7 separate regions of the Mus musculus genome follow, and all the other regions are linked to region 1. The links are chromatin contacts, called in public Hi-C, HiChIP or PLAC-seq and promoter capture Hi-C maps. All regions are on one chromosome and are shown on one strand. The core of a region is the stretch at or near the end of the contact, and the rest is flanking DNA. Distances in the headings are between cores, read along the strand shown.

Region 1 (2,849 bases), core at 190-2,689:
CTTAAGCTTCAGAGAGCCACAAGCACTTAAAACCCATGAACCTTCAGCTGATCGTCCTTAGCCAGCCCAATCTGCAAAAAGAGGACAAGGGAGAGGGACAGGTTACATGACGTCAACAGATTCTCCCATATACACCTTGCAAGGAGTCCCAATAAAGAAGAGTACTTCAGTCTATCCCAGTAGACACAATGGTTCAATTGACCACTGTTACTAAAACTTCCCTATGCCACCCCCAAGTACTGTTTGAAAGTGGGAATGTCTACATGTATTTAAAAGCTCAACTGTAAGGATTAGAAATTCAGGAAACCCATAATGCATTGAGGGCGGCCTAAACTCACCTCTATCAGGAACTGGCATATGTTCTTGCGCTGGTCACCCTGTAGCTGAATTACTTCTCCATATTCTGGATGCTCAATTACAGTACCATTGCAGGCAAATTTCTGCAAGGACAAAAGGATGCAGCATCTAAGAGGCCATGCCATCAACACGGACTCCCTTGACGTTTGCACCCTCTCCCTTGGTAGACCATACAACGTGCTCTCTCCACAGCAGACCCACCTTCTTAAACGCCTTCACTAGTTTCTTTTTATCGTAATCATCAGCGATCCCTTGGACAGTGGTAAGGGTCTTCCTGCCGTTTCTCTGTTGAATTCTTATATGGATATAATCCTCAGTGCCAGCAGGAAGCAGGTCATCACCCTTACTTGCATCAGCAAAGGGGTCTGTGAAGAAATAATCCGGAGGTGTCCTTTGTTGTCCCTCCGGGAACTGGCCAGTACTAGAGCTAGCTTTCTGCTCTAGGCCAGCCCTCCCGCCAAGGCTGATCACGTGCTGGAGAGACCTAGTGGGCAGGCAGCGCCCCACCCGGCTGATGCAACCTACCGGAAGCCAGGCTCCCGAGGCGGGGCCTTCCCTCCCAGCTCCGAGACAACGACGGTGACGTAGAGGACATGACGCAGGGGTGGCGGGAGGGGGCGGGTGTGGCTCGCCGAGAGGCAGGAGCCATTAGTAAATGCGCCACCCGAGACGCCGGGCCCGCCCAAGGGCTCACCTCCCACCCGTTTCTTCCGGGCACCCTCAGAGGTCGACCCTGGGCGCAGATCTCGGTTCCACGGGCATCACCACCCCTCCAGCCCGAGCTAAGATGGGCTCGCCGCGCTCGGCGGCTCTCCGAGCTCCGACCCCGCCACCCCCCCCCCAGGCCCGCGCGACCTTCCCCAGGCTCACCGAAAGAGTGGAGGTTCTGGATAGCGGACATACGATACGATTCCTTTTCCTCGGTGGAAACGGCCTGCGGAAGGCGGCTGCGGGAGAAGGCGGGCGGGGGGGACGGAGCGTCGGGAAGCGAGGGGGCTCGAGGGGGAGGCAGCTGAGTCCTCGGCGGCGGCTCAGTGACTGGGGCGGAGGGGCGGCGCCTGTATTCACTTATATAGCCGCCCCTGTGACGCCAGCGCGCTGCCCTCACGTCTCGGCCCCACCCATGGAGTCAAGCTCCCGGACGCCCGAGCGCTGCGGCTTCCTATTGGTCGGGGGGCGGAGTCAAGGCTTGACGCGTGCGCACTGGGTTTGGCCTGGAAAGGATGTTCTGTTGACTCAGGGAGGGGCGAGAGGGGGGAGGGAAAGCTTGGTCCGCCTGCGCGCTTGCGCAGTGGGCATGGTAGTTGTCTGAGCGGCCGCGAAAACTGGCGGAGGTTTCGAGCGCGCCTGCGCCTACCGCACGTTCTACCATCTTGACCCTGTTGGGGTCCTGGCACTAGCTCTGAGATGGGTCTTAGGGTGAGGATCGATTTGCTTTAAAGGGTAATTACGTGCGGGTCCTCCAAAATTCGACTGATCCAGCCACCCATCAACCTACCCTTCTCTGCACGTATTCACAGATATAGCCATTTAATCAGCATAAAATAACGTGATCAAAATTTGGACCTTATATAGGGTATCATTTGGATTAGCATGTTTTAAAATTGGTAACCAAAAATTATTATTTAGATTAATTCTTCTAAGGAAGGAAGTAGTCCCTTAGGTAGGAGTGGGGACCCCAGGAAAAAAATGTCCAAGCCTCACAGGATGCCTTTTGTCCTACAAGCCTGTGTGTGAGGTAAAGCCTTTGTAGAGTCTAGGTGAATATTTTTTTCAAAGCAGTTAACCTTTCTTTTTGTTTTTTCAAGACAGGGTTTTGGCTGTGCTGGAACTCTATAGACCAGGCTGGCCACATGGGGTCTGCTTTTGCCCCATGAGTGGTGGGATTAAAGGCAAGTGCCACCGCGCACACCTTTAATCCCAGCACTTGGGAAGCAGAGACAGGCGGATTTCCGAGTTCGAGGCTAGCCTGGTCTACAGAGTGAGTTCCAGGACAGCCAAGGTATACAGAGAAACCCTGTCTCGAAAAACCGAAAAAAAAAAAAAAAAAAAAAAAGAGACAGCCAAGTGTGATGTAACTGGGTTTGTGGGGGCCAATAGGAGAACCAGAGGCTGATAACTACTGTGTCAGACTTTATTCAAATGCTCCCCAAAGAGTGGGTGCTTTATATAAAATCTCTTAACTTAAAAATACTGCCAACTTCTAGGTATGGTGGTACATCCCAGCTCTCAGGAGAAGGAAGCCAGAGGAAAAAGTTCAAGGTCAAGTGAATTCAGTACTAGACTGGCTACTGTCTCTGAAGAACCAGAAAAATAGGCCGGGTGTGGTGGGGCACGCCTTTGATCTTAGCACTTGTGAGGCAGAGGCTGGCAGATAGATGCCTGCGAGTTTGAGACCCAGCAGATCTATACAATGAGACTTTCAAAACAAGAAACTGCTGGATGGTGGCACACACCTTTAATCCCAGCACTTGGGATGCAGAGGAAGGTGG
Region 2 (2,937 bases), core at 197-2,696, 1.4 Mb after region 1:
AAGACAGGAGTTCTCTGGGTTAACCCAGGCTGGCCTGAAACTCACTCTGTGGACCAGGTTGGCCCCAAACTCAAGAGACCCACCTGCCTCTGCCTTCTGAGTGCTGGGATTAAAAGCAAGCTCACCACCTCCCGGGTTATTTGTTTCCTCTTAATTTCACAAGCACGCAGGCGAGTTCCATAACACTATAACTTCAAGGGAAATGTAAAGGACAGAACTAAGGAAATGAAGATCAAACCTAGGTTCCTTAGCAAATGATCTCTAGTGTACGGCTCAACCGTGAAATTCGGTACACACTTGGCAGCCATTATGAAGGCAAATACAGCTCTGGTTTTAAGAGCCAGGCACCTCAGCATCAAGGCAGGAAAGGCTGAGAGCTCAGTCACAAAGTCGCACTCACAAAGCGGAGGGCTTACCCAGACGTTTTCGGGGACTGAGAGGCAGAAGTTTTACGTCCACACACGGAGTGGTGGGTACAGGCTGGACGTTTCTAAGTTTTACTTCACAATCCCGGGAATTGGGTTTCTTCAGGGTATTAGATAGCTTCTTTTTCGGAAAACCGATGGTAGCTTGTGTCTGGGATCTGGTTTGAGGCATGATGGCCACACAACTGGATACAAAGGAAAATCAGGAGAGCAAAGAGAAAAACACACAGAGCAATATAAATAATTATATTGGGGACCAGCACTCCATAAATCACGTTAACATAGCATTTTTAACATTTAGTTGTGCTTCCCATGCAAATCTATGTAATAAAGGGTAACGTCTGTCTGCCTAGTACGTGTAACATTCCGTTATACACATATTACACACTACAGTCTTACCATACGTCAAATGTAGACACTATTAGCCCTCTCTTAAAGAGATAGTCACAGAAACACACGGCTATCACCCTGGGCACCCTGGGACCAGAAGCCAAGTTCTTACACTTGTATGATGCCAGAAGTCTGTCTCCATTTATTTCTATAATACTTTAGCTCCTTCCCTGCAGACATGTGAGACGTCTTTAGCACTGGTTTGGTTCCAGACCGTCACCTTTAGGCTCTCCCAAGTCCTGGGCAAGGGCAGCTGCGTCCTCTGCTCAAAACTAGCCAGCACTCCACCAAACTCCCGACCCCACCCTACACCGTTTCCTCCCAGCAGCTCTCTCCTTCCCAACGCGGCGTGCTCGAACCGCTTCTAGAGCTCACAACCCCCTCCCTGACCCAGCCTCAGACCCCAGGCGATTTCCCGCTCTCCACCGGCCTTGCTCGGACCAGCCTCACCTCTCTGGACACCAGACCTCGCGGAGCTTTGCACTCTTCAGGGCCGTGTCGCTCAGTGCACACTCCTCGCGTCTCGATCACCACCGTAAAAACTCTCCCGCCACAAATTCTACAGCAGCTGCAAAGTCAACTCGCGCCAAAGCCGCTCTACTTCAGCCTTCTCGTCTCCCGCCAAAGTCCAGCCAGGCTTCTGATTAGTTGTCACTCATCACCACGCCTTCGCCGGTGACGGCCGGCAGCCAATAGGACAGCCCCAGGTCTCAGCGACCACCACGAAGTCACACCCACTCGCCCGGGAGGGCGTTAACTTTTGAGACCTCGGAGGAAAGGCGCGCGTTTACGAGCGCGTCACGCCGTAAAGCCTGGCGGGAAGTGTAGTTTTTTTTTTTTTTTTTTTTTTTTTGCCTCTACGCACATCTACTTCCGTATTTTTATTTCTACTTTGTCCTCCACCCAGCCTCCCCACCGTTGCCTAACGTCCTCATTCTACTGGGCTACCTTTGCTCATCTTATCTGCCAAACATCCCTATTTTCATTATTCTGGTGGGCTAGATTTTAAGAGGGCTACAAGGCCTACTTTTTGGGGGGCGGTCCTGTATGGCATGAAGCAAATGAATGTATAAGGTCACAGAATTTTCTGTGGGGAGGAGCTGATAACTCGAACCAGGGTATTTTTTTGGGGGGCGGGGGGGCAAGTTCTAGACCTATCTAAGCAAACTGACATCATCTCACTATTTGTTGACTTGCGCTTGCTCAGTGAGAAACAAGTGCAACACCAAACGTATAATTTCAAGGTCATACATTCCAAGTGCTGCCTTAACATCCATCTAGCTACACATCATAGGGAGTAAAATTATGTCTCTTTAATTTGAAAATCTCTTATGGCCAAGCACTAGGGTCTGGGACCCAAGGAAAAGAGTTATCGGCAAGGCAAGCTGAGCATTTAATGAAAAATGTAACTAGAGCAGCCATTTGCAGGCAGGTCAGGCTCCAAGGTTACTCGGGTTCTTCTAAAGACCAGAGCCCAATTCTAGGTAATGGTAAAGTCTATGGGATTTTGTTCTTGGTTTGTTTTGTTTTGGTTGTTATTGTTTTCTGAGACTTTTTATTTGTAGCTCTGGCTGTCTTGGAACTACGTAGACTAGGCTGGCCTTAAACTCAAGAGATCTGTCTGGGTCTGCCTCCCAAGTGCTGAGATTAAAGGTGTGCGCCACCACACCTGGCTATAGGATATATCTTTTATTGTCTGATACCAAATAAAACAGACACAAAGCTACAAGTAGGAGCACAACAGCACAATCGCCAGTTACCTCTCATTTCAAATAGCTGGGAAGAGCCAACGTAAGTGTGTGGGTCTGAGCTCGTTATTTTACCTCTATCACCTTAATTAGTCTTTATAAGCACCCGAGGAAGGTTTTTGGTTTTGTTTGGTTTGTTTATTTTTCGAGACAGGGTTTCTCTATAGCCCTGGCTGTCCTGGAACTCACTTTGTAGACCAGGCTGGCCTTGAACTCAGAAATCCCAAGTGCTGGGATTAAAGGCGTGTGCCATCACCGCCCGGCTCCCTAGGAAGTTTTTATAACTAATTGTAAGAGCTGATATTTGCATTTTAAATAGTCTGACAGAAAACTAAACTCTTGACTACCTAATTATGGAGGATTAAAGAGAGTTG
Region 3 (3,005 bases), core at 273-2,772, 1.3 Mb before region 1:
TCCTGCTTGTTGGCCAGCACCAGCACTGGCACCCCCTGGTTGTCGGAAGCCTTGCTGATCCGGTGTAACTCCATTCTGGCTTCCTCTAACCTCTCAGTCTCTGCAGAGTCCACCACAAACACCAGTCCATCTGTCCGGCGGGTGTAGGAGCGCCACAGTGGCCGAAGCTTCTCCTGACCCCCAACATCCCACACTTGGAAAGTGATCCCACGGGAACCCCCCAGGGGCACGCGGATCTTCTCAGTATTAAAGCCCTTGGTGGGGACGCTCTGGACAAACTCCTTGAACTTGAGACGGTAAAGAAGGGAAGTCTTCCCCGCGGAATCCAACCCAATGACGACGACATGCAGGGCCTGGAAGTGCGGCAGAAAGGACGAGGCTGTAGGGGCCATTTCAGTCAAGTGGTTCCCCATGGTGAGCTAGGGTGCAGGGTGGACCTCAGGAGTAGGTCTGGGACTCCAGCAGAGGCCAAGAAGAGGAGACCTTAAAACGGCAGGTAGCACAAGCTGGGGTGTCTAAACAAGGCCAAAAAAGAAACGAGAAAGGTTTAGAATAAACGAATTTGCAACTTTTGGGTCCTTCCCCTAAACCTGCACCCTACCCTTCTAAATATTCCTTTTATTAAAACAAGGTTTGCCCCAGCAGTGGTGGAGCACACCTTTAATCCCAGCACTTGGGAGGCAGAGGCAGGTGGATTTCTGAGTTCGAGGCCAGCCTGGTCTACAGAGTGAGTTCCAGGACAGCCAGGGCTACACAGAGAAACCCTGTCTAGAAAAACAAAAAAGAAAAAAAAAAAGATTTTTAAGTGCCTCTTTTTCCAAAGTAAAGAAAAAATATTTTGTGCGTGTGTGTAAGCCACTCACAGCTTGAGTGTTAAAGTCAGGACAACTTACAAGAGTATGTGGGTCTCAGGAACCAATTAGGGTCCTCATGTTTTAGGGTAGGCGCTTTTAAACCATCTCCAATGCCTTTCTCCTTCCCCTCTTCTTAAAAATAAAAAATAAAAAAAGTAGCTACAGGTGTAACAAGGCGTGCTCCTGTCCCAGGGACTCCTAGGAGAGGCCCTGAGGTCAGAGAAACTCTCGGGCACTAGGATCTTCGAGGGTGCGGATCTTGCAGGCAAGATCCGAAGTAAGGTCGTTTCCCTGCACCCCTCTCCGAGATTGAGAGAAAGCAGAAGCTGTGCTCTCCACTCCCCAGAGGAGAAATCTCGCATGAAGGAGGCGGTCGGGCAGTGTGCCCAAAGTAAGAGCACCGATGTGGGTCGGGCTCCCACAAGCACCGCATACCCACAACGGTGGCACGCCCCTGCGGGCGCTTTGACCACCACCACACGGCCCTGCAACTCTCCAGCCAGCGGTCGACGCCCGCTCCCCTAAGCCCCGCAAGCCGGCGCCTTTGCATGGTCCAGACACCCTCCTTTACCTTCAGCCAGCCGCACTCTCCGCGAGCCACGCCAACCAGACACCGACTCGTCGCGTCTCAGCCACAGCGGACTTTGCAGTGCCGCTGCTCCGGTTCCTCGTTAAAAACCCTCTCGTGACGTCACACGACGCGGCCCAATCAGCGTCCCGGAGGCGGGGACTGAGCCAGCCTCTGCAGCCCCAGCCTGGAAATGGAGAGCTCGTTCTATCCGGAACCGCTTTATTTTAATCTTTTCTACCTTATTCAGTATTTGGAACAGAGCCTGGAACTCATTAGGGCTGGGAGGTGGGACAGACTAAAGGAACAGGCGTGGCTGCGCCTGACGAGAGCATGGAACGGAATGTCTAATAATGACACTACCCCATCCACTTGCCCTCAATCCGGCTGCCCCCCCCCCATACTTTCCTTCCACCTAAAGATCTGCTCGAAGAGATTCTGACATGTTTTCGTATCTTACCTCATTCAGTAGTACTCATTCAAGTCACTGTCTTCATCTAGTTTGCAAAGCAGTATTTACCTGGAGCTCTGATACAGCTGATTCATAATACTAAGCCCATTTAATGTATATAGGAGTACGGGGACGCTGACACACCAGAAGAGGGCATCGGATCCCCTTACAGATGGTTGTGAGCCACCATGTGGTTGCTGGGAAATGGATTCAGGACCTCTGCAAGGGCAGCAGTGCTCAGTGTCAGTTAAGCCAGTGGGTCAGTATATGCCCATGTGTTCAGTAGGAAATGTCAGATCTCCTGGAACCAGAATTAGAGACAGTGGTGACTGCCTCATATGGGTGCTGGGAACCGAACCTGGGTCCGCTGGAAGAGTAATAAGTGCTCTTAACCACTGAGCCATTGCTTCAAGGGATAAGGGGGTGGGGGGAGTATTTTTTGAGACAGGGTCTTTCTATATAACCCTAGCTATCCTGGAACTCACTATGTAGACTAGGGTGGCCTCATACACAAAATAATCCACCTGCCTCTGCCTTTAAGATTAAAGGCATGAAACCAGGCAGTGGTAGTGCATGCCTTTAATCTTGGGAGGCAGTGGCAGGCAGATTTCTGTGTTCGAGGCCATCCTGATCTACAGAGTGAGTTCCAGTACAGCCAGGGCCACACAGAGAAACCATCTCGGGAAAAAAAAAGGAAAAAAAAGGATTAAAGGCATGAGCCATCATATCCAGCTATATTTGGTTTTTTTGTGTGTGTGTTTTGAGATAGGAATCTCATTATGTAGCTCAGGCTATCCTGGACATCCTAACAATCTTTGGGCCTCAGCTTCCTGCATATAGAGCATGGAGGACCCCATTACCTCACAGTAGCATGTTAGGGACTGTTGTCTGTTTCTTACAGGTACAGAAAGCTGCAGATGGATAAAAGACTTAGTTATGATCACATTTAGGTCATATGTGGCTGAGCAAGATCTGTCTGAATTCAGTGCCAGGATGCTCACTGCTTGGCAATAGTCTTCTCATGGGGAGACTCTGGGGCGAGGCAGTCTTACGTTAGACAGCCAGCATTACACAGTGAGATGCTGTCTAAAAAGCACGATAAAAGAGACTTTAAAAGACAAAGTTCAACTGG
Region 4 (2,723 bases), core at 44-2,543, 1.6 Mb after region 1:
CCGAGTGAGCATGTAGCTGTCTGTGTAGGCATATCTGTTGTCTGCATGTCACCTTTGCCTCCCCCTTCATCTTGGACAATGGCCCCCTTCATCCCCTCCCCCTCCTGGGTCCAGAGCCAGCATTCAGGGGCAGGCCTCCCGTCTCCCTGGCTTTCCTTCTGTGTGCTCCCCCCTCCAGTCCCTAAAATGGGTGGCTCTCTTCATTGCCTCTGACATCTTCCCAGGCCTTCTTTTCACACTGGACAAGGGAGGGCCCAAGATAGAAAAGGGGCACCAGAGACACGTTGCAAGGGAGGGAAACGGGGAGCATGCACGCGCGCGCGCGCGGACACACACACACACACACACACACACACACACACACACACAGAACACGGGTCCATTTCTTCCTCTCTTCCCCAACCACAGGCCAACAATTCTCCTAATCATCTAGGGACCATCAAGTACACCCCCACTACTACAAGCTCACACTCCCCCCACCCCACCCCACCCGCCGCGTTTTTGCAATTAGGAGTGTTGCAACCAGAAAGCCATGCTCAACTGGAGAGGTGGGGAGGGGAGGGGGGCTTCTCTCTCCTCCAGCCCATGCAAGCCCCTCCACCCTGCCGCACCCACATTGCCCTTCCTAGCTAGAGACAGCTTTGCAAAGGCCATTCGGTCTCTTTGGCTGGGGGGGTGGGGGGACACGACAAGCTTCTGGCACACCGTAAACAAACCGCGGCGGGGCGGGCGGGGGAGCCTCGGCAGGCAGCGGGGCCCAACCCGGGAATGCGCAGCAGACCGGCCGGACAGAGGCCGGGGCGGGCCCTCGAAGGGGAGGCCCAGACGCCATCTCCCTGGGCGAACCCCGGGGCCCACCGACCACTTAACAGCACCTTCTTTCCCCAGGGCGTAAGTGGCTAGCTCTCGGGCTGTGACAGGGTCACCCGGGCGCCGGAAAAGACTGAGGTCGGCGGCGGGAACCCCCTGGGCGCCCCCAGCCCGCCTCCAAGCTGGCCAGAGACCCGCGGCTTTGCATAATCAATCGCGATGCATTTGCATATTAATGCCCCCTTGCTCCCTCCTCCTTACCTCGGCTTGGCGCGCTGGTCCGAGCTGAGCAACGACGCGGGGGTCTCAGCGCCCCGTGCCGGGGGCGTCCATGGGGGGCCGGTGGGGCCCGGGCCGCCCGCCTCCAGCGCCGGGGTGTGAGTGCGAGTGAGCGCGGGGGGGCGGGGGGCGAGTGTGGCGGCCCCGCGGCTCCTCCGGCAGAGGCGGCGGCCGCTCTGGCTCCTCCCTCCCCCGCCCCGCTCCGGCTGGGGCTCCAGCTCCGCGCGCCCGGCCGGCTCGCGGCTGCTCCCTGCAGGCCGCCTCGCAGTCGCCGGTCCCCGCCCCTCGCCCCCCGCCGCTCCCCAGCTCCTGGCCGGCCGCCCCGCAGCCCCTCTACCGCCTTGGCCCCTACCAGGCTCAGACTCGCCCACCTCACCCCCGCCCCCCCTACGGCTCCATCCAGGAGCGACGGTCGGTGACACGTTTTGAGAAAGATGTCATTTTCAAATAAAATAGCTTTCATTTGCGAGGAGAATTGGGGGAGGGGGGTTCTGGTTTGCACCCTGGGGTAGGGGGAGAAGGACCGAGGAGATCACTGCACCTTATAAATCCGGGAGGAAGTCCAGATACCAAACGCTAAGGGTAGTTTCAGAGTTCGGGTCCCTTCTTTGCGAACAACTCCCTGTGTGACCTTGAACACATTACAGCATCCAGGGTAAGAGCACAAAATCCAAAGGTTGGACAGGTTACTTCTGAAATCCTCCTAACTTCAACCATCCTATTTCTAGCCGTTTTGGAGGCTCGTTCCACATTGTGCCTCCTCTCTCGTTTCTAACATTAATGCTGAATCCACTGTCTCCTCTTGCAAACGTCTCTGTTCTCCATGGAAGCTCTTTCTAGTCACTGCCCACCAGCCATTCCCCAACAATATACTCCTATACTAAGCTTGGGGAATGGGGGTGGACAAGACTCGCTACAGCCCCTTATCTCCCAGCTTCTCAGAGGTGATATTTCCTCTCCTGTGTATACCATCAAAATCCAAATGGTTCAAGGGCCAATCTAAGCAACAGAGTGGCTGCAAATAGGTGGACTCCTTTTCTCAAAGGAGAGGTCTCCATGCCAGTTCCGGACCCTTGCGCGCGCACGCGCGCGCACGTGCGCCAACCACACACACAAAACACACAACACACACACACACACACACATACACACACACACCTGCATTCGTGGACATAAAACCCTGCCAGTGACGCCAGAGCCCCTTTCATCTTGGGATCTACTACCGCCAGGCAGAGGTCTAATTACCCTAGCACCCCCCTCTGGCCCCGCCGGTTCCCCCGCTATCATTAGCCCAGTTTTACCAGCGGGGGCCATAGCCTTCCCACGGCTCCCAGGGCGGAGCCCTGCCTCCACAGCCTGCTCTTGGGGAGGAGCCAGAGAGTGTGTCTGGGGAGCTGCTCTTCTAACCGTTCAGTTCATACTGGATAGAATCGTTTGCTGAGTGGGTTGCTGACCAACAGTCTCTCCAAGTTGGGCTGCCCTTGCACATCTTAGTTCCAGCCACCTACATCCTGAGCCAATGGACTCACTTCTCTTACAAGGGGTTTTAAGGGTTTACAAGGGATGAGGAGAAGGGAGAATGCCTCTCGTGGGGCTCCCGATAGGGAAGGGACAGGAAGCTGGATGAGGGAGGA
Region 5 (2,736 bases), core at 74-2,573, 1.5 Mb after region 1:
GTCTACATAGTGAGCACTAGAACAGCCAGGGCTGTTTCAGAGAGAAACCCTGTCTTGAAAGAAACAAAACAACAAACAAACAAATATAGTTTACGGGGCTGGGCAGTCATAGTGGCCCACGCCTCCCTCTGAGGTAGAGGCCAGCGGATCACTGTGAGTTCCGGGCCAATCTGGTCTACAGACTCTGAGTTCCAGGACAGTGAGGGTTACACAGACAAAGTGTCTCAAAAAAAAAAAAGAAAGAAAGAAAGAAAAGAAAAGAAAGAGAAAGAGAAAAAGAAAGAAGAATTTCAGGGATCAGATGTAGCAGGTGGATCAGGATTTAAAGGCCAGCAGAAGCGGGGACAGAGGTAGATTCCAGTGCACACCAGCTTCCTCCAGCTCCTCGTTTCAATATTATCCTTCCAGAATATGCCTTCCTAATCAGTAACTCGACCGCACACACAGCCTACGTCTAGCGAGCGCCTTCAGATTTTCATCTTCCCTCAATTTCACGCCGCTCCAACAGGGATCCTTCAACTGCAGGTGCTTCCAAGAGCATCTCAGAACATCACTCCGACTCCCTCTCATCCCACACTCTCAACATCTCCCCCAGTGTAAACACGTTCGCTCTCAATCCTCCTCCTCACCCCGATCAATCCCGAAACGTCACACCGATCCTCCTAAACTCGAGAGCATCCTGCCAATAATTACCTTTCCCCAACAGGTCCTCCCTTCCCCATCTCCCCCTCCGCGCACGGCTCCCCTCCTACCTCACCCAGAGTTGCCAGTCTTACTCACCTCACCCAACCCTTCAGGATCTCTAATTTCCTGTCTCTCAAAAAACCTCCCTCCTGCCCATTTGCTCAGTCGGTCCCCGCCGCCCTCCACTCGGATGGCCCACGCCCCCTCTCCAGGGTCTCCAGGCCCCGCCCCCAGGACCCCCTCTCCGCATCAGGCCCCTCCTCCGGTGTCCCTCCCCCCCCCCACCACAGTCCCCCCTTCCCGGCTCTCCCTCCCACTCAGGTCCGCAGGTCACCTCAGCGGCGGGCTCAGCCGCCCCGGCGTCTTTCCCACTCGGCGGGGGGCTGCTCCGGGAGCGAATCCTCCGTCACCTCAGTCCTGGTTTAGTCCTGCTCGTTCGCCCCGCGGCAAGCTCTCTCGCTCTCTCTCGCTCTCTCTCTCTCTCTCTCTCTCTCTCTCTCTCTCTCTCTCTCTCTCTCTCTCTCTCTCTCTCTCTCGCCGCCGCCCCTTTTACCAACCCGGAAATGGATCCGCTCCCACCGTCCCCAGCGTCCGCGAACAAAATGGAGGCGGGGGAAAAGGAGGAGGGAGCCGAGGGCCGAGGGCCGCGGGACGCATGCGCTCAGGGAAGCCTGCCCTCTACCGGCGCACGTGGGGGCGGAGCGCCACCATCTTGAGAAGGTCGCGAGTCCGCAGTTGGAAGTCCCGTTTGCATCTTGGGACTGCAACTGGGGCCGCCTGCGAGGCTTTCAGTAACGAGTGATGCCAGGATTCGGTCCATGAGATGCTTATTTAATTGGTTGGATGCGGCCTGAGCGTCTCGACCTTTAAAATTGCGCAGGTAGAGAACCAGTGAGCTAACTGATGTATCTCAAGTATGTTTTCTTTCGTGTTTATTTTTTTGCGCGCACACACACACACCATAAGCCCTAATATGGTCTAGAGTACCCTTGAAGAGGCCCAACAGACAAGCTCTGGTTGTCATAGCAACAGAGAGGCGAGCTTCTTCTAGCAGGTCATTGGTTAGGTCGTTGTAACCACTTAACTAGTGATCCCCAGCTCGGTAGGCTGAGGCATGGTGTTGTGAACTCCTCTATAGGTGCTTGGATGAGAGAGGGGAGTCCTTGTCGCTTGCTGGTTTCCATTGCTTAACTCTGTTGCCGATGACTAAGGATCTCATCTTCATACACAAAGCTCGCCACCACACCAAGCAACCCCATTGCTACCCTATGTCTCACTGCTTCTCCATCCAGTCAACCCAGTGACCAGGGCTGAACCTCAAGTAAAAGGCCAATATCAGCTAGCACTTAATCCCCACTCACTAACTGTGTGTTCGTGGGTCTCAGCTACCTCATAGTGTTTGTCCTTTCTCACAGTGCTTGAAGGCTCATCAGGTAATGAATGAATGGGAAAGCATGTGATAAGCCATAGCCTGTTATTATTTTTGTTTTCCCTCTGTTCTGCCCCACCCACTAGTGCTAAATGTCACATTGAACATTTGCTTTGGGCCATTCATTGAGCTCTGTACCTGGGGATGGTTCCAGATGTGACTCAAGCAGACAGCTTCTGCCCTCCGGGAGCTCACCATGCTGGTGTATGGTGCTCATGCGGGCTGGCATGTAAACAGACAGCTGACGTCCAAGTCAGTGTGCGATTAGAGTTGTGACATGTGCCGGGATGTCACAGGAGTGATGAATTCCTGCTGAAGAATGAGAAGAGATTTGTAAATGGTTTGAACTAGCCCCTGCAAGATGAGTAGAATTTTGCTGGGCTCTGTAGCTCAGAGGAGGCAGAGGCAGGCAGATCTCTTAGCTGGGGGCCACCCTGGTCTACAGAGCAAGTTCCAGGACAGCCAGGACTGCACAGAGAAATTCTGCCTCAGAACACCAAAACAAACAAAACAAGAAGAAGAAGGGGGCTGGAGAGATGGCTCAGTGGTTAAGAACACGGATTGCTCTTCCAGAGGTCCTGAGTTCAATCCCCAGCAACCACATGGTGGCTCACAACCATCTG
Region 6 (2,760 bases), core at 26-2,525, 1.5 Mb after region 1:
TCCTTCCGACCCAACGTGTCAGTGATGCCAGGCTCCTAACGACCCAACATCTAAGGCACTCTTTAGCTGGTGGCCAACTTCCTCTAACCCTAACCGAGCGGGGACCTCTGCCTCCTACAGCCCCCTTCCCCCGAGCATGCGCAGAGCTCGCTCTCCATCCCTAATGCAGATTAACCCCTCCCGTACCGTATCTCTCTCGGACTTCAGCTCCTCTATCTCCTTCTCCTTGGCCTGCAACTGCTGCTGCTGCTGTTCGATGAGGTCCAATTGCAGCAGAAGGATCTGTTTGAGGCAGGCGGCCTGACTGGAGGCTCCCGAGCCGCCGCCACCCCCGAGAGGGCTCTTCCTTATACTCTTCCATCTGCCCTCACTGGCCGCCAGGGTCCCAGCAGTGGCGGTGGGCGCGAGGGGTGGTGGCCCGGGCAGAGGTAGTGGTGGGGGTCCCGCCGGGTCCGAGGCGGTGGCAGCTGGGGGAGCCGCCCCACCCTTGTCCCCAGCCCAGGGCGTAGGCTCTTTGGCCGCCGCCACCACGATAGAGCCCGTCTGAATGGGCAGCACCGCCTGATACTTGGGCCGGGGGCTGCAGCCAGCGCCGGCTGCGACTGGCTCCCCGCCGATGCCGGCTTGTTTAGTAGCTGGGGGCGGACAGGGCAAGGGCACCGAACCGCCCCAGCTCTCTTCCTGCTGCCCGGGGGCCGCCCCGGCTGGGAGTAACAAGCCCCGGCCCTTGCCGCCGCCGCAGCCGGCTGGAGAGGGCGAGGGGCTCCCGCCCTGGGAAGAGGCCAGCGGGGGCCCCGGCTCCTTGAGCTTACGATGCCGGGGGAGGAAATGGGCTTCGGCCGCCCCGGACTCGTCCTCGGGCCCGCCCAGCGCCGCAGCCCGCTCGTAGTCCAGTCGCTGCTCGGGGTTGCCGCCGGCAGGGGCCGCGGCCGCCTTGAACACTGCGGATCTCATGGTCATAGTGGTCCGGAGCAGCGCGGGGGACCGAGACGGAGGAGGGGGTGGGGAAGGGGCGAGGTGCGGGGGGTCGAGGACGGAGGAGGGGGAGGGGAGTTTGGCGGGCTCGGCTCAGCAGAGCAGCCGCAGGCCTCCGCTAACGCGGCTTCTCCGAGGCCCGGGCGCCATCCCGCCGGCGAGCGGAGAAGTGGAGGCCGCAGCTGAGGCCCGCCGCCGACCCATGGTGGCCTCGCCGCCGCCTCTGCTGCCGCCACCGTCGCCTTCGCCGCAGAGGCAGGAGCTCGCACCCAGCCGCCCCCGAGCTCATCCCCGGAGCTCGCTTCGGCCCCCCCTGCCCGGCCGGGCCCGCCTCGTCTCCCCACCCCGCACCCCCCCTTCCCCGCCCCGGCCCCCCGCCCCGGAGCTCGCCTCAGCCGCCCCGAGCCTCCATTTCCCCCCCCTTGCTCCTCCTCGGGAGGGGGTGGGAGGGACGGGTCCGCCCAGAGCCCTCCTACTCCGGGAGGGGGGGTCTGCCGCCTCCCCCGGGGGTTCTCCGCGCCGCCGGGTCCCCCTCCCCCACAGTCACCCCCGACTCCTCGGCGTTTCCCTTTAAAAAAAACGGAGCCGCCGCAGCCGCCGCCACCGCCGACCGGAGCGCGCATGCGCCGAGAGGGCAGCGGGCGGGAGCGAACCGGGAGCGGAGAGGAGGGAGGCGGGTAGCGCTATTGTGAAAGGGGCCGCGGCTACCGCTGCCGCCGCGAGGGGGAGGGGACCGAGGCGCGGGGGCCCACGAGGGGAGGTCGGGGACGAGGGCGAGGACGCAGGAGCGGGCGAAGGTGGGCTGCCGAGGCAGGGGCGGGCTGGGGAGGGAAGAAGGGCGAGGGCGGCCGCTGGTGGTTGGGGAATGCGGAGGATCCCCGGCAAAACCAAGTGCGAGAGAATGGGGTTGGGGAGGAAGGAAGGAGGTAGATGCTCCCGCCCCTCGCGGACGCCTACCGACCGCTCTGCTGAGCCGGCCTTCGTCGGATAGCCCTTCCCTGGCGACCTGGCTACGCGCCTGGCCCACACCGGAGCCCCGCGCGCCTTCGGGACCGGCCCCGACCCAGGCTCCCTTGGAGCCTGCGGCTGTTTCATGGAGTAGAAGTCAAGCTTCCACCCTCTAGGCTCCCTGGCGGTCCCACATGGGTTGGGGAAAGAAGTGAAGTTCTTTGTCTCTAAGGGATCCAGCACAGAAATGGAGGGACCTCTGGTTCCCAGAAGCAGCAAAATCCATGATGTCTGCTGCCCAGGGAGTTGTAAGCACAACCTTGGGGTGAAGTACTGCCAACTACCGACAGTTGTTTCCCAAGCAGCCATGTCTCCAGCCTTCTTAAGCTGTAGCTACTCCTAGCATCTTCTGGAAAAAGATTCAAGAAATCTATGGAGAGATGTATGCCGGTGTTAGGACTAAGTGTTCTTTAGGGCCTTCTATTGGAGCACTTCCCAATTCTCCAGGTTCATAGTGTCTGTGTGCCTTAATTTTCCAAGCAACTTTAGCCACTAAGTCCTCATAGTTCCCTATGGAAAAAACATGTACATAGTTGTAAATTAATTGGTTGCTTATCTGTCTGAAGTGCACTTCTAAAATTTTTTTATAGGAGATAGGTATAGTGGTCTACACCTTTAACCCCAGCCCTTGTGAGGCAAAGACAGGAGAATGTGTGAGTTCGGGGCCATCTTGGTTCACATAGCAAGTTCCAGGACAGGGCTACATATACCTTGTCTAAATAAATAAATAAATGTCTCAATGCGAGCAAGCAGATCTTGTCTCTATAAATAAATAAA
Region 7 (2,700 bases), core at 72-2,571, 1.3 Mb before region 1:
GAAAATTCACTTGGGGTCACTACTAACTGCAGTTCTCAGATTTAATCAAGGTTCAAGGGAGAAGAAAAGAAAAGCAATATGGGGGCTGGTGAGATGGCTCAGTGGGTAAGAGCACCCGACTGCTCTTCCGAAGGTCCAGAGTTCAAATCCCAGCAACCACATGGTGGCTCACAACCATCTGTAACAAGATCTGACGCCCTCTTCTGGAGTGTCTGAAGACAGCTACAGTGTACTTACATATAATAAATAAATCTTAAAAAAAAAAAAAAAAAGCAATATGGATAAGAATAAGAAGCTGGGTCAGCAGCAGGTTGATACATCAAAAGTGGCCAATCAGAAATTGAAAGGACAGGTGGTGGAATTGAGAAACATGGTGAGATGTGCTGAGGCTCTGGGGGAACGGGTTCTATGTTAATATGGAATGAAGGCTACAATGTACTAAAGGATGCTTTCCCCACCTCTGGAACCTGAAGGAAGTTCTATTTTACAGTGATGACAATAAAGCATCCATTATATTAAAACTGGCAGTTGGTCAAACACATTTTAAGTCCAAATAAAATAGAAAATGTTTATAAATAATGTAAATAATAAATGTAAATGTAACATACGACATGGGATTTTCATTGGAACTCTTGGGTTTGACCACAATTACTCTCATGATGAACCTTTTATCACCTAACCATCACCTAGGATACCTGAGGCCAGAGGATCAGTGAAAACGCATCTGGAAGCACCGGGTGAATCAGGGCACCACAGAGTCTCTAGCTACTCACTGCAGAACTCGGAACGTTATCCTGAAGCCTGCATTTGCACACACCTTCACTGGTGATGTCTGAAAAAGGGGTTTCCCATCGCAAGCCTTCTGGGCTCTCTGTGCGTCCCGCGAGGAGTAAAACTTGATGATGGCGTAGAAACCAGGACGAGCCACTGCAGCGTTCGGGAAGACTCGGACTGAATACAGAAGGCCAAACTGAGAGAACACTGTGAACAGAGAATGCTGTGGGAGGCCCACCAGTGAGTGCTGACCCCCTACCTCACTTCAAGCCCAGATCCCGCCCTTCTCCGCTGGAAGCACTCCCTTCACTGGGGCTTCATCTAAGGAGGAGACAAGCCCTCGCTGGCTCCCCGTTCCTCTGCGCCCACGCGGGGCCCACGCCTCCTGTCCCCCCACTCCCTTCCCCTGCCCTCTCCGCGCAGCCCCTCACACTTAAGGCTTCGGCTGGGGGCCCAGTGCTCAGATCCCACACCAACAAAACTTTGTCGCTCTGGGTGGGAACTACGAAAGAGATCAACTCCGCCATGGTAAAGCCAGTGCGCCTGCGCAAGCTACTACCGCGAAATTTAAACCCTCACAAGTAAAGGGCGGAGCTTAACGATTTCCTTAAAACTTCCCACAAAGCACATATTTAAAATGTTTCCACCCCACATTAGCTCCAGTGCTACACTCTTTTTTCTTTTTTTTTTTCCTAAGATTTATTTATTTATGTGGTTGCTGGGACCTGAACACAGGGCCTTTGGAAAAGCAGTCGGTACTCTTAACCACTAAGCCATCTCTCCAGCTCTGGCGCAAACGAGAACTCAGTTATCGTGTACACAACCCAATCAGGATACAAACTAACGAAAGTTAAGAAGAAGAAAACACAGACATATTTAAAAAGCTGGACTGCCCTACAATCACCATGCTCTGACTTTAAAACCAACTTTACTCCCCAGAGGGGGTGCACCGTTCCTGGAGGTACTGCAATACCAGGTCGATGCGTGGAGTGGACGGAGCAAGCTCCTATTCCAACTCCTACTTCCAAAAATCCATTTAATATATTGTCCTCGGATAGAGGACGTATCAGATATTAAACTGATAAGAACAGATACTACACTTGATCTTAGCCAAAAGGCCGAGAAGCGATACCGAACTACGCCCACACGCCCCATACACTCAACACCGACCACACCTTTAATTCACAGTCACCAACCAACCGACTCAAACATGCAGCCAACACAGACTCTCCTCTTCATTGAGTACACCACCTTTACGCCACGAAAAGCCTGTAAGATTCAAGGAGGCCGAGAAGTTTTGGTTGCAGTTTTTTGTTTTTGCTCCCAGAGTTCCACAGAGCAGTTATTTGCATGCCCCGCCCAAGCGCGCCGAAAGCTCGAACCTGGACTGCTTTTTCCGCTTCTGCGCTGTAGAGCGCAACCGGGGCGCAGAGGGGACGTATTGACCTTTCCCTGCGATACAACCAGGTTCTTCTTCGCAGTCTTTCAGACCACACCCACAACAAAAGGTCCTTGAGGAAAAGGGGCCTTTCGATTTTCTGCTTAATTTATTAGTTTACAGGCGATTCCGCTAGGCTCCTCCCTAGGATCAAGCAACCAGCTTATGGTGCTTCTTCAGGTGTGGTGATAACGACTGCTTCACCACTCCAGCTCTCTCTGTTCCCACGTGTTCCTTGCGGTCTCTGGCCCCAGCCCCCATTCTCTCCTTCTCTGTCCCCTGCTTTCTCTGCCCTCGTGACTCTGTTCCCCTCTGTCTGCCTATCTGTTCATCTACCTCAACCCCTTCTCCAAGCCCTCCCTCCCCTCTCTTCCCCCAAATAACTCCCCACCAGATCTGTTGCTTGGCGTCATTTCTCAAGGGGGCACTTTGGCATGGGTCAGCCAGGAACTCCCTAATCATATTAAATTTCATATCATACATTATCT

The links. Promoter capture Hi-C pulls out the DNA fragments that hold promoters and counts their contacts. A called contact is a pair of places that touch in the nucleus more often than the background predicts. HiChIP or PLAC-seq counts read pairs in DNA pulled down with a chosen protein or histone mark. Capture Hi-C pulls out chosen DNA fragments and counts their contacts.
Region 2: an H3K27ac HiChIP or PLAC-seq map of epiblast stem cells shows a contact between it and region 1, with 5 times the contacts expected there. The contact joins the promoter of Cdc6 here to the promoter of Eif1 in region 1. A contact is called at or near these places in 7 of 39 promoter capture datasets (the 3T3-L1 cell line, cranial neural crest, embryonic stem cells and 4 more), 1 of 484 Hi-C or Micro-C datasets (B cells) and 6 of 115 datasets of contacts at active chromatin or transcription factors (SST interneurons, astrocytes, embryonic midbrain and 3 more).
Region 3: a contact with region 1 is called in a Hi-C map of regulatory T cells, with 4 times the contacts expected there. The contact joins the promoter of Arl4d here to the promoter of Eif1 in region 1. A contact is called at or near these places in 1 of 39 promoter capture datasets (neutrophils), 2 of 484 Hi-C or Micro-C datasets (B cells and regulatory T cells) and 2 of 9 other capture datasets (adipose tissue and liver).
Region 4: a promoter capture Hi-C map of pre-B cells shows a contact between it and region 1, with 6 times the contacts expected there. The contact joins the promoter of Thra here to the promoter of Eif1 in region 1. A contact is called at or near these places in 5 of 39 promoter capture datasets (cranial neural crest, frontonasal cranial neural crest, hippocampal neurons and 2 more), 1 of 484 Hi-C or Micro-C datasets (cortical neurons) and 4 of 115 datasets of contacts at active chromatin or transcription factors (astrocytes, embryonic hindbrain, forebrain and 1 more).
Region 5: a contact with region 1 is called in a promoter capture Hi-C map of hippocampal neurons, with 16 times the contacts expected there. The contact joins the promoter of Wipf2 here to the promoter of Eif1 in region 1. A contact is called at or near these places in 4 of 39 promoter capture datasets (cranial neural crest, hippocampal neurons, liver and 1 more), 1 of 484 Hi-C or Micro-C datasets (cortical neurons), 9 of 115 datasets of contacts at active chromatin or transcription factors (astrocytes, cardiomyocytes, embryonic forebrain and 5 more) and 2 of 9 other capture datasets (adipose tissue and pancreatic islet).
Region 6: a contact with region 1 is called in a promoter capture Hi-C map of pre-B cells, with 6 times the contacts expected there. The contact joins the promoter of Msl1 here to the promoter of Eif1 in region 1. A contact is called at or near these places in 8 of 39 promoter capture datasets (the 3T3-L1 cell line, the SN4741 cell line, cranial neural crest and 4 more), 2 of 484 Hi-C or Micro-C datasets (the N1E-115 cell line and cortical neurons) and 5 of 115 datasets of contacts at active chromatin or transcription factors (astrocytes, embryonic forebrain, embryonic hindbrain and 1 more).
Region 7: a contact with region 1 is called in a promoter capture Hi-C map of liver, with 2.7 times the contacts expected there. The contact joins the promoter of Rdm1 here to the promoter of Eif1 in region 1. A contact is called at or near these places in 2 of 39 promoter capture datasets (liver and pre-B cells) and 1 of 9 other capture datasets (liver).

The regions. Positions count from the first base shown.
Region 1 is chr11:100,318,539-100,321,387 of GRCm38.p6, reverse strand. Eif1 (eukaryotic translation initiation factor 1) reads right to left here and starts at 1,439. Exons shown (of 4, transcript NM_011508.2): 1 at 1,228-1,439; 2 at 559-722; 3 at 339-440; 4 at 1-71. The coding sequence starts at 1,258. The coding sequence ends at 27.
Region 2 is chr11:98,906,310-98,909,246 of GRCm38.p6, reverse strand. It overlaps Cdc6 (cell division cycle 6), which reads right to left and starts at 1,446. Exons shown (of 12, transcript NM_001025779.2): 1 at 1,266-1,446; 2 at 417-610. The coding sequence starts at 597. RefSeq lists an enhancer at 2,606-2,937.
Region 3 is chr11:101,664,058-101,667,062 of GRCm38.p6, reverse strand. Arl4d (ADP-ribosylation factor-like 4D) reads right to left here and starts at 1,522. Exons shown (of 2, transcript NM_025404.3): 1 at 1,426-1,522; 2 at 1-515. The coding sequence starts at 413.
Region 4 is chr11:98,740,355-98,743,077 of GRCm38.p6, reverse strand. It overlaps Thra (thyroid hormone receptor alpha), which reads right to left and starts at 1,293. Exons shown (of 10, transcript NM_001313983.1): 1 at 1,072-1,293.
Region 5 is chr11:98,862,185-98,864,920 of GRCm38.p6, reverse strand. It overlaps Wipf2 (WAS/WASL interacting protein family, member 2), which reads right to left and starts at 1,323. Exons shown (of 8, transcript NM_197940.2): 1 at 1,019-1,323.
Region 6 is chr11:98,794,031-98,796,790 of GRCm38.p6, reverse strand. Msl1 (male specific lethal 1) reads right to left here and starts at 1,275. Exons shown (of 9, transcript NM_028722.3): 1 at 187-1,275. The coding sequence starts at 960.
Region 7 is chr11:101,626,570-101,629,269 of GRCm38.p6, reverse strand. It overlaps Rdm1 (RAD52 motif 1), which reads right to left and starts at 1,321. Exons shown (of 7, transcript NM_025654.2): 1 at 1,206-1,321; 2 at 818-997. The coding sequence starts at 1,301. LOC115487916 (a small nuclear RNA gene) reads right to left here and starts at 1,904; the gene lies at 1,714-1,904.